3 separate regions of the Sus scrofa genome follow, and regions 1 and 2 are each linked to region 3. A link is a contact called in public targeted proximity ligation data. All regions are on one chromosome and are shown on one strand. The core of a region is the stretch at or near the end of the contact, and the rest is flanking DNA. Distances in the headings are between cores, read along the strand shown.

Evidence for each region.
Region 1: a contact with region 3 is called in a targeted proximity ligation map of alveolar macrophages. A contact is called at or near these places in 1 of 47 Hi-C or Micro-C datasets (embryonic fibroblasts) and 1 of 2 datasets of targeted methods (alveolar macrophages).
Region 2: a targeted proximity ligation map of alveolar macrophages shows a contact between it and region 3. A contact is called at or near these places in 1 of 47 Hi-C or Micro-C datasets (embryonic fibroblasts) and 1 of 2 datasets of targeted methods (alveolar macrophages).

What each region holds. Positions count from the first base shown.
Region 1 is chr5:90,474,873-90,478,793 of Sscrofa11.1, forward strand. It overlaps LOC110260820 (a long non-coding RNA gene), which reads right to left. Exons shown (of 3, transcript XR_002344327.1): 2 at 2,086-2,653; 3 at 54-1,824. Among named protein-coding and RNA genes, the nearest start is that of PLEKHG7, 160 kb to the left of the region's middle.
Region 2 is chr5:90,659,159-90,663,335 of Sscrofa11.1, forward strand. No RefSeq gene overlaps it. Among named protein-coding and RNA genes, the nearest start is that of BTG1, 150 kb to the right of the region's middle.
Region 3 is chr5:90,932,916-90,936,891 of Sscrofa11.1, forward strand. The region is part of intron 1 of LOC102159120 (a long non-coding RNA gene); the gene reads left to right. Among named protein-coding and RNA genes, the nearest start is that of BTG1, 120 kb to the left of the region's middle.

The DNA of each region.
Region 1 (3,921 bases), core at 414-2,913, 460 kb before region 3:
TTTGCCGTGGCTGTGGCGTCGGTCTCAGCTGCAGCTCTGATTGTACCCCTGGCCTTGCAATTTCTATAGGCCACAGATGTAGCCTTAATAAGAAAAGAATATATATAACTTTACAAAGAGGTAAGTACCTGCTAGGAAATCGACACAGTGTAATTAACTAGAAAATGATAGAAGGTTGGGGGGCATTCCCTTAGACTTTCAGAGCTGTTGGTTGAATGAATAAATGAATCTTCCTCAGCACTGAAGAGAAAAAGCTTTAAAAACCAAATTGAACCATTAAAAGGAACCTGCAGAGTGGGTTTCAGGCACCTTTTTAAGACTCTTTCCAGCAAATCTGGAACCAGTGTTTCTCTGTTTCACTTTCTTTTCTTTGATGTCTGAGATAAGGCATAGACTTATTGGACTTTTTTTTTTTTCTTACCCAAATACTGTGTTTTGCTTGCGATGCTGAGAAAACAGAAAAATTCTGAGTGAGGAGACCCCTCTTTGTAGTGTCTGAAGTGGAAAATCCTTCTCAATGAACTAACTTTGGTCTCCTGTTTATCTTTAATGGTATCTCCAGATCCTACAGTTTCTCCAGCATGTGTAGAGAAAACAGAATTGTTTTATTTATAAGTGGCGTCCTAAATGTTTATTTAGGGAGTTGAATTTAGGAAGCCGGTTTCCAGGAAAACAGCAATAACAGAGACACATTCACATAAAGAGCTTATCTTCTAGTAGAAGGAAACAGATAATAAACAAGTAAACAAAAATAAAATGCCAGCTAGTGATAATACTATTACTCAAATAAAGAGGAGGGTAAGGGGATAAAAAGTAGTGGAGGAGCGATTTTAGAAGGTGACTCCTGAGAGGTGATGTTTGAGTGGAAACCTGAGAGCTTAGAAAGCACCAGCCTTGTGAGGGAGGGTCAGCTAAGAGTCTGATTTATTCAGCGGAGGGATAATTTCTCGTTTCCCCACTTTGCTATTTATACCACACCACTTTCACAAACATGACATTTAGACCAGAAAGGGAAGTCCATTTGGCCTATAAACCTCTTTTATTAAGGGGATTTTTTTTTTCTAAAGTTGTCACATCATCTTGAATAAACCAATGTCCTCAGAACGTGTATCCTCGGTTCTCTCGTTGGAAACAAGATCCTTAAAGAGTTGATGTGTCACTTATTTAGTTTTGCTCTAGAAGCAGCAGCATAAGAAAACAAAATACAGAACTGGTCCTTTATGGTCTCATTGACTTTAAATTCAGTGAAATGAATATGTTCTCAATGTGGGTAGAGGGAGGAAGGAGAAGGTTATTTCTGAAGGTTTCGTTCCCTAAGCCCCCATCTCTGCTCCACCATTGGAAAGCCCACAGCTCCCCTTTGGGGGTATAACTTTTCACATGGAACAGAGAAAAAGAATGAAGACTTGTTATCGCTGAAGAGAAGCCAGAAGCCATTGGTATTTAGTTTTCATTGTTTTTGGTTTCTGTTTGAAGAAGCTTGGTCTTGGAGAATGCATAATGCTGACCTGGGGAATTTCTGCTTGAGGTTTTCAAATGCCAGATGAGCTGACTGATGAGACAGAAATCTTTTCTTTAGAAGGCATTTTTAGAAGATAGAGTTTGAAGCCAGAGTCTGGGAGTTGAGTCCTATCGTGTGGTTTACAGTGAGTCACAGAACTCGTCTTCCAAGACACTGGAGGCCAGGCAGTGAGTCTGGTGTTTGGTGATTGCAAAACACATTGAAAATGTTGCTTATTGATTTTTATTGTTCTGATCATCATTGTTTTTATTCTCTCGGCGCATTTCTCCTTCTTCAACAAACTTTGGGCTTTTTCATACCACCTGTGTTTTGAGAAGTGTGTTCTGATTAATTCAGTACAATGAATATTTAAATTTGAAAAAAGTTCAATATTAAAAGGAGTTTAGCAAAACTGGTGAGGCATTAACTTAATCTAAGGTAGGCTAAGGAAAGAGCCAGAAAGAGAGCATAAGTCAAGAGTTAAAGGACTGTAACAGAGGGTAAGAAGAATGAATTCTGTCAGGCAGAACCAGAGAAAAGACTCCATGGAGAAGTGATGGCATAGAGAAAACTGGGTTACTTACACAGAAGTAAAACAGATGGAGCAAAGCCGTGGCCTGAGCACCTGTGTAGGGGCCGGCATGAGACAGGGTGGCAGGACGTCCAGGGAGGCACTTACAGTCTGTGTCTGGTAATTGTGGCAGCAGCCAGCATGTGATTTCCCAGTACAGCTGTCAACATCACAGGGCCAAGAGCAGGAAGGAAGGGCAGGTCCCCACAGGCCCAGTGACAAGGGCATAGGAGTGAGTGATAATAACAGCTCCTGGCAGCCATGGAGCAGCTAATCAGGACCAGAAAATCTAGCATGAGTAGCAGGGTCCCAGAAAGCTTTCGGCCATCAACCCATCACACCCACACCCCCATACTCACATGTCCCCCACTGTCCCTTTTGTTAAAAGTTATAGCTATTTATCAAGCATAGCTACTAGAGTCAGAAGACCTGGTTTGAGTCTTGATTCCACCATCTGTTGGCTGTGTGACTTCAGACAAATTTCTCCAACCCTCTGTAACAGGTCTGCTAATTGTGGTGCTCGCCAGCACAGAAACACGGGGAGGAATGAGTGACATCATGTGTAGGAAGTGCCACAGAGCCTGGAACATAGTAAATGTTCAATAAATGCGATGTGTGAAAATGAAACCAGTGCTGGAGCCAAACTGGGCCCACACATGAGATTCAAAATGGTTCCTATAATCAAGATGTGCTTGAACCTGGAGCAGGAGCAGGTCTCAGCAAATGCCACATCTCAGAGGAGATGTCTAGTCTGCCTGATTCAGGGTGAGTTTTTATTTTTTTTTATTTTTTATTTTTATTTATTTATTTATTTATTGTCTTTTTGCCATTTCTTGGGCCACTTCCGTGGCATGTGGAGGTTCCCAGGCTAGGGGTCAAATCGGAGCTGTAGCCGCTGGCCTATGCCAGAGCCACAGCAATGAGGGATCCGGGCTGCATCTGCAACCTACACCACAGCTCACGGCAACGCCAGATCCCCAACCCACTGAGCAAGACCAGGGATCGAACCCTCAACCTCATGGTTCTTAGTCGGATTCGTTAACCACTGAGCCACGAAGGGAACTCTCAGGGTGAGTCTTTAAATTGATACAGGGTTGCACTCCAGGTGAGGGTCGGGGAGAGGGATGCAGCATCTGGAAACCTGGCAGGTGCATAGCACACTGCCAGGCAGAGGTGTGAGCATTCTGGAATGGAGGGAGGGTATAGCAGGGGCCGAAACACACAGGCCAGGAATCCAAAAAACAGGGGCTGAGGTTTGAGTGGATCACAAGGAGGGGAAATCAGTGATGATCCAACCGAGAAGTCTGGATGTAAAATTCCAAAGCGGTGGAGGTTAGCTGAAAAGATAAGCAAGATTGAATGAGAAATCCTCAGAAAATGGGAGACTTGAGTCAGTAGTTAAAGGAGCAGTGAGGAAGAAATTAAATGAACAAGAGCGAATGTGGTTGGTGCAACAAGTTTCTGAAAGAGAGGGATCACGTGGGTAGTTAGAGTTAGTTTTGGAATGAAGGAGGCATTCTCTCCAAACAAGGAGAGCAAAGATGGAGAGAAACAGCATACTAGAGAAGAGGGAAGTTGAGGGACCCTTCGTCTGGCGATCTCAGTCAGAGAAGAATGAGACAGAGCAGTTTGGTGGGGATAGCGGGGGCCATGAGGCAGAGGCTTAAGGAGAAGGTGTCAAATGGAGATTGGGGAATTTGGTAGGAAGCCGCTTGGAGATGAGTCACTCCACCCTTGTGATTTTGGCATATCTGGAATGGACCTACCCAGGCTGCCTCAAATGGAAACTGAAAGTCGCCTCTGCTGGTGGCCTCAAATAGCAGAACCAAGCTCATCCTCCCCTGTTCCA
Region 2 (4,177 bases), core at 1,098-3,597, 270 kb before region 3:
AAGCCTATTTGATATGTTTTGTTTCCTAAAAGTGGAAAAAAGAAGCATTCTGCATGGAGGGTATAAAGCAGTATGTTTAAAATAGAATAAAAGATTTGAACAATTCAGTAAACTTCTTTAAGGATATCCTTCATCAAGGAGAATTTACTCTATAATTACAAATACCTCAGCAGCTTTAGAGAGAATATTTTCTCAGTAAAAAAATTATGGTCAACAGAGAAAATTCAATTAAGATTGTCAAAATGTCAAATTTATTAACCACACACACAAAAAATGCAACTTTAAAGAAGATTGTAGGCAATTTAGAGGGAAAAAACTAAAATAATAAGACCATTAAAAATTACGCTTTTCAGGGAGTTCCCATTGTGGCTCATCAGATTAAGAATCTGACTAGTATCCATGAGGATGCGGGTTCCATCCCTGGCCTCATTCAGTGGGTTAAAGGATCTGGCATTGCTAAGAGCTGCAGTGTAGTTTGCAGGTGTGGCTCAGATCTGGTGTTGCTGTGGCTGTGGTGTAGGCTGGCAGCTACAGCTCCACTTTGACCCCTAGCCTGGGAATTTCCATATGCCACAGGTGCAGCCTTAAGAAAAAAAGGCAAAAAGAAAAAAAAGGGAAGAAAGAAATTACACTCTTTAGAAATTTTCCAGTGTCGTGATATTAGATCTAGGTATAGCTTTAATTGATTAAATTACAGAAATAGTACCAAGAATAATTGTCTTCTTTATATTCGTTTTAATATTTATATAATCATATAAGGTGTTTTTAACTGTCAATGAATACTTACTATTTTGAATTTTTAGATAGCATTTTAAAACTTTTTTTAAAATAGAAATATTTTCATAGACCAGCCAATATATAGTCATTGTATAAGCCTGGAGTGCTGACACAGCCCCAGTGCCCGCCACCATCACCAAAGACAAGCTCAGCAGCTGTGACCTCCAGTTTCATCTCACCTGGATGGGTCCAGACAATGTGTGGACTGCTGACACCTTGAACTCAGTCTGTACTTCAGAGAAACAAAGAAAGGCACCGAGGACCAGTTGTATGTGTCATCATAGCTTGATGCTGAGTTACACGTGTAGCATGGCTAATTTGCTGCTTTGCCAGTAATTTCAATTAAAAACAAGCAGCCCAATGGAGGTCTCCGGAGGCTTAGTGTGTTAAGGATCCAGCATTGTCACTACTGTGGCTTTGATTACGGTTGTGGCTCGGGTTCGGTCCCTGGCCCCAGAACTTCTGCATGCCCGGCATGGCCAAAAATAACAAAACAAAAACAAACCGAGTAGCCAAGTTAAAAAAAAAAAAAAAATCATCATTCTCTTCAACTTTTCAACCTGGATGAGAATTGGGTACTGTCCTAACTTTACTGAGTTAACTAGAAATTTGGATAGAGTCATATTAGGTTCATGGGGAAAGGGGTTAAAAGAGGGAATCCTCATTTTTCCCTACAGGAAATCATTATTCAGTAGGCAATGTCTAAAATTTTTTCAAATAATCAAAAAGTAGCATTAAAAATGTATATATGTTAATGCATGGAAGTAAATAGCAGAAAATACTGCTAAAACGGTTGAAAATGGAAATGGATTTGGGAATGGGGGGGAGAGAAGTTGGTACTAAAAGTTTTGTTATTATTTCTGAGTTTTAAAATGTTGAACATGTATTATTTTGATTTTTTAAAAGTAAACAAGGTTAATTTTTTTCATGAAGTGCCTGATACACATAATAAGAAGCCAAGTTTTCCTTTTTCTGTCATTTCCAATTTTCACAAATCTCTTCTTATTCATTTCCTCTTGTTTTCTGGCAGTTGCTGCGTAAGAAATGACTAATTCACTATGATCTCGAGGCCGTGCAGACTGACCTATAATCTTAGAATTACTAAACCATTATGAAAGGTTTTCTATTAGGTAAGTTTCCATCCCTTTACCATTCAACATTTTGCTAACTCAAAGCATTTTTACAAATATTTAATTGATTGGAATCTGGAAAAGTAATAAGCTTTTTTTCTGTTCTTATATGGCATCCCCAATATCACAGTCTATAACTGATTTGAAAGATTACCTATAGCCCCTGGATATTCTTCTCCCCATGTTAAAAGAAAGCAGGAAAAATGAGATTTGTGGATGCATCATTACAAATCGAGATCAGTGGCGGGTGAAAATTCTGGGATTCAATAAAGGAAGTTGCACCCAAGAGTAAGCTTGTTAATGAAACAATTTTTTACTAGTCACTGACTTCTTCCTTTATTTTCTGGGTAAACAAGTTAAGAATGCTGAGTGTTGTGGGCTGGTCCCCCGGTTTCTCTGCAATACATTGTCTGGACGTTATTACTGAAATGCACGTCATTGTCTGCCCTTTAGTCCCCGGGGCCTGTGGGAGCTGTTGTGACTTGCTCCTTCCCAGTGTTCAGATCCTCTAGCTGCTCTATCAACACTTTAAGGTCAAGTCTCCGATCAGGACTGGCAGGCTCACTTTTTCTTGTTGGCAGTAGATTCTCTTTCACTGTGATCAGACCTCAGATCAGCCTCTGCCCCAAAGAGACTGGATCAGCAGTGAAAGGTAGAACACTTCACATTGAAATGGCCCACAGAGTAGATACAGGGTCATGTTAAGATCTGGATAGAGTTTCACAGCAGGTTGAAAATGGTATCAAGTAAAAAAAAAAAAAAAAAAATGTGACTTAATATTGAGGCGGATTATCCATTACTAGCCTGCTCCCTGCCTCCCCTTTAAGAGTGAGGAAGTAGCTGATCATAATCATGACTGCATTCGCTAAGGATTACGGGGTGTCCAGACGGGTGGGCGTGGTTTCAAGTGCTTTTTCTGCTTTATCTCACTTAGTCCTCTTCCCATCCGTAGGTGGTATTTCCCTTTCAAGGGGTTAAACAAAAGAATGCCCTAAACACTTAACACAGCATCTGATAATGCATGAAGAAACGTTAGCCTGCTATCATCACTAATCATCAAAAAAGACTCATCAGCGGCGTTGTGCTGGTAAAGCTGAGTCTTTCAGAATCCTACCAGTTCAGGATAGACATTTTCCGTTGGGGGAAGAATGCACCCAGTGAAATAGTATACCCTTATGCAAAGTTACATTTCTGTATTTCAGTGGCTAATAATCTAAACAAGGGAGGGAAGGACAAAAGAAATTTTTCATCGCCACTCCTAGTAACTGAAGTGCATCCCGTGTGCAGGTGTGGGTGACATATGACTTCCGTGGGCCATCCCCTCTCCAGTGTAATAGCAACGTTTTGCTGATCAGGGATTCAGTCTCAAAGCCTCAAATGTCCAAGGGGGGAAATGGGATGCCTGGGCAGACAGTGGGAATGCTTTGTTCAAACAGAAGTGAAGCTCGAGAGCAAAGATGCTATAGAGGAAATTCAGCCCTCCGTTAAATGCTCTTTAATGTCATATCTTACTCTAAAAATGTATGATGTCGAGAACACATGTTGATAACATTTTTAACAGATTAAAGTGAAGACTCCATCACGTAATTGCCAGGTGTACCTTTCAGAAGTAACCTTAATGAAACCCTATATTTAATTAAATCTTTAACTTTGAAAAAAATCTGCCTTAAAAATGGACACTCAAGAGTTTAACATTAGAGTCCTGAATGGGCACAGTTGGGATGGGCAAGAAGGAGGTCAGAGGAGCATGATTCAGTCATGATGTTGGCTACAGGCAGATAGGACCAGGATTAAAATGTGACCCTGAACCCAGTTAGCTGTGTGACCTTGGAAAAGTGGTGAAATCACCTCTTGATGTGGATTTTTGCCTCTGTAAAATAAAATACTTCAAAGAGTCTTTATGAGGATTATATGAGATTGTGCATATAAAGTACTCAGCACATATTAGATACTCAGTCAATAATAGCGATAATGAGGAGACCCAGCAAGTACCTTAGGCTCTAATGATTCTGAACAACAAAGAGGTAATTTTCAAGTCTATTCAAAAACATAAATGATTTTCTCATCTTGCCAAATATTTCGGCCTATCAAACCCCTCTTATCCTCACAAAACAGCTCAGAAAAATGCAGTACCATACAGGAAAGGATAGAAAGGTGGATTAAGTGTTCCTTCCAGGTAATACCTCACAGGTGATGCATATTTGCATCCAGTTAGTCCCGAACAATCTTAAACATACGGTAGACCTTCAATAAATGGAACCAAGCAGAAT
Region 3 (3,976 bases), core at 1,171-3,670:
TAAGAATGTTTTTAACTCTCAAGTGTGGATAATACCTATTAAACTTTTACCTTGCTTTTGAAGAAATTTATGCTTAAATGTGTGTTTCTGAATTGTCTTTTTTTCCTAGTCGTCTGAGCTTATGATTGAGTTTGTAAAATAAATGAAGTTGCTGAGGCGAACTCTGAATAACTACAGTATGGAAGGTCCATGACTGTCACCTTGGAACAAATATTGCTTGTCAAAGACTAAGTATAATAATATAATATTTATTTTGAGTCCTTGAAAAAGTTCCGGTCTGTTCATTGTAGGCTTTTATGTTTAAACACTAACCATTTTCTGTATAAAATCAAACAAACCTACAAGCAGACAGCAAAGAATCTGGAGTAATTGACTGGGCTTTGTCTAAAAGCTTCTTTTAGGCACTGAATTAACAAAGAACACGTATTTTTTCTGTTTTCCATATAATGCTAATAGTGGAAAGCTAGATAGATTACTATTTAGTTGATAGCTTTTGCCTTAAGCATATTCTTTCATTGCTGGGGGGGGGGGCTGTGCGGCAGGGTTGGGGAAGAGAGAGAGTGTTTTTAAAAGACAAACCATGACCTCTTTGGCAATTAGCACCCTTACAAAAAAGTAAAGGGTTTATTGCAACTTGGTTTGGAAGTAAGAGCCCTGAAAGAGGAAACCCGAGTTTCACTTCCAGCTCTTATACGAATATTTGGGTGATGTTGAGCAAGTCATTTGCTTTTTCTGGATCTTAGTTTCCTCATCTGTGAAACTATGAGGGGAATAGGACTTAATTTCAAAGGTCCTCTCAACTCCAAAGTTTCATAATTCTCTGAAATAAAATGAGTATTCATACTTCACTGATCCCCACAGTATAAATAGGTAACATTTAGTAGCCATAAGTGTCAGAATGATTTGTTACATCCATCTTTTTTTCTTTTTCTCTTTCTTTCTTTCTTTCTTTCTTTCTTTCTTTCTTTCTCTCTTTCTTTCTCTTTCTCTCTTTCTTTCTCTCTTTCTCTCTCTCTTTCTCTCTCTCTTTCTCTCTCTCTTTCTCTCTCTCTTTCTTTCTTTCTTTCTTTCTTTCTTTCTTTCTCTCTCTCTCTCTCTCTCTCTCTCTCCCTTCCTTCCTTCCTTCCTTCCTTCCTTCCTTCCTTCCTTCCTTCCTTCCTTCTTTCTTTCAGTTTTGGCCACCCCACAGCATATGGAGTTCCCTGGCAAAGGATCAGATCCAAGCCACAGTCAGGACCTAAGCTGCAGCTGCAGCAACACCAGACCCTTAACGCACTGTGCTTGGCCAGGTATCAAACCTGCATCCCATTGCTCCCAAGGTGCCACTGATCCCATTGTGCCACACTGGGAACTCTGAAAGTAGCCTCTCTTATTGGACAAGCCTACATTTAGAAATAATTTTATCTTCATCAACCCAGCAAGCTTTGTGATTTGGGATTTATGAGTAACTTTTCAGTTATTATAGTCAAAAGTTCAATTACACTTCTTTCCTAAAATGTGCTTATCATATAATAATTTTTTAAAAAATTGATTATTTTCTTTCAAAGGAATATAATAGTTTACATTCATCTATGTATTTCTGTGATTATTTAATTATCTGCTTTCATATCAGGCTATAAGGTCCATGAGGGCAGATATCATTTTTGTTTCGTTTACAGTTGAATCCTAGGGTTTAGTATAATGCTTGGCACCTCGTGTGTGTTCACCTAAGGAGGAAGTGTAGTTGTATAGGCTGACCAGGATGGTTATACCCGATGCTGTTATCTTTGTGTCATTCAAGAACTTTCCAGAAGAAATTATGAGACCCCCCACTAGAGTCTTTCTGAGTTCTCTGTATTATATTGTTGATAGGGAGGCATCTTCTCAGTTAGTGGTTTTCTCTTTCTGGAGGCAAATAGAAATGGTCTTGATCTGGCTGATGGATTTCCTGCAGCCACTAGGTATTAGACAGTGTTTAGATGCTATCTTTTTTTTTTTTTTTCTTTTTTGTCCTTTTGTCTTTTCAGGGCCACGTTTGCCGCATATGGAGGTTCCCAGGCTAGGGGTTCAATTGGAGCTGTAGCTGCCGGCCTGCACCACAGCCACAGCCACGCCAGATCCGAGCCACATCTGCCAGCCATCTACACCACAGTTCACGGCAACACCGGATCCTTAACCCACTGAGCGAGGCCAGGGGTTGAACCCGCAACCTCATGGTTCCTAGTCGGATTCATTTCCTCTGCGCCATGACAGGAACTCCTGTTTTTGCTGTTTGTTATTTCTGGAGAAAGGCTGTTTGTATACCAGGTTTAAACATCTAATTGATGGTGCATCCTCCTCTACTTCCCCACAAACTTTTATGACCCTTCCTATAGATCCTTAATTTCAATTTGCCAAAGTACTTGGTTAAGCATTCTGACTCATCGTCCTCCCCAAGGACGCGGTGACTCACACCAGCCAGCCAGAGAGACCAGAGTCAGGACAACACCCGCAGATGCAGGATGTGCCCCCTGAGGACACAGTGGCAAGACGAGCCGGTGGGGACAGAGCTTCTCGCTGATTTTATGTCCAAGCAATGTCACAGCTCAGTTAGATCAGGAATTCTGAGCATTTTTATAATATGTCTTCATAAATCGTAACTGTAGCAGACGGAGCTTGGGTACTACATGGAAAGCAATGCCATCATATTGTTTGAAGAATTTTGCAAGGATAAAAAAGGTTCAGTAGGGTTAAAAGAAAAATCATCTCAATTCTCTTTCTTTCTTATTTCCTCACTCCTTTCCTTTTTCATTTGTTCGTTTGTTCCTCCCTCCCTTTCGTTTCATAGGCAAGCCATTTTCTAGAGGGAAATTCTTGAATCTTAGAGTCAGGCAGTTACTATTTAGCGTCTTGATGTTGCCATTTTCAATCAAGTCACTTTAACCCTTTCTGAGGCTCAGTTTCCTCAACAGGCGGATCATAAATACTCACATCACAGGGTTTAGGGAAACTTAAGTAATACAATAATATCAGGTACTATTTATTAAACATCAATATATGCATTATCTAATTTAATACTAACAATAACTTTGCAAATAAAATGTCTGGTACATGGTAGGTGGCATATAAATAACCAGGTAGTGGAAATATTGTGTGATTTCTATACGATGTTTTTTAAGTAAATGCTTACTTTATTATTTATTAGGTGCCATTTTCATGTCCTTAGGCTCCGCTGTCCCTGCCACCAAAGTAAAACTGATTATTCATTTGTTCAAAAGGGGTTCTTTGAGCATCTGCTGTATACCAGGTATGGCATGTGTTACTTGGGGGAAAATAGGGAGCAGGGAACAAGACACAGTCCCTAACTTCACAGGGGTTATAACTGAGCAGAGGTTCTAGATAAATAAAAAGACAGTTGTAACCAAGAGCGATGATCTTGACAGTAGGAAATACAAAGCAGATGTCTCAGGAGAGACCCTCTAATCCCAGTTCAGGGGTTCAGTGAGAGCTCCTTGGAGGACATTACGTCTACGCTGGGACTTGAGCGGACAATAAAATGGGGATTCCAGCCTGCAGTGCACTCCAGGGAACTCTCGATTCAGAGGCACCAAGTGGAGACGCACTGTGACGTATGAGAGACACCAGAAGCAGTTCCTTCTGGAGTTTGAGGGGCTGCATGGTGAGAGCTGCAGCTGGGTAGGCCGGGCTGCTAGGTCATAGACAGGCCTGGGGCCCATCCAGCAGACACCGTCTCATCTCTGGCTGCCTTCAAGCTGTTCCTGAGTCCTCAGTTCCTCTCCTCCTCAGCGGGGCTCTGGAACGAGGGCCAGCTGTCCCACTGCCTGCAGACTCCTGGTCCGAGGGGGCATACAGATAGGGTGCTGACCCCTTATTCTCATGTAATCTTTTAAGCTGTGTTCTTGGTCCTGAAGAAGAAAGGCTTATCTTCCTAGTAACGTGTCAAGACATCCTTGCTCAGTTGGCTATCTCTCAATATCAGCCCTCCCCAAATGGAGGG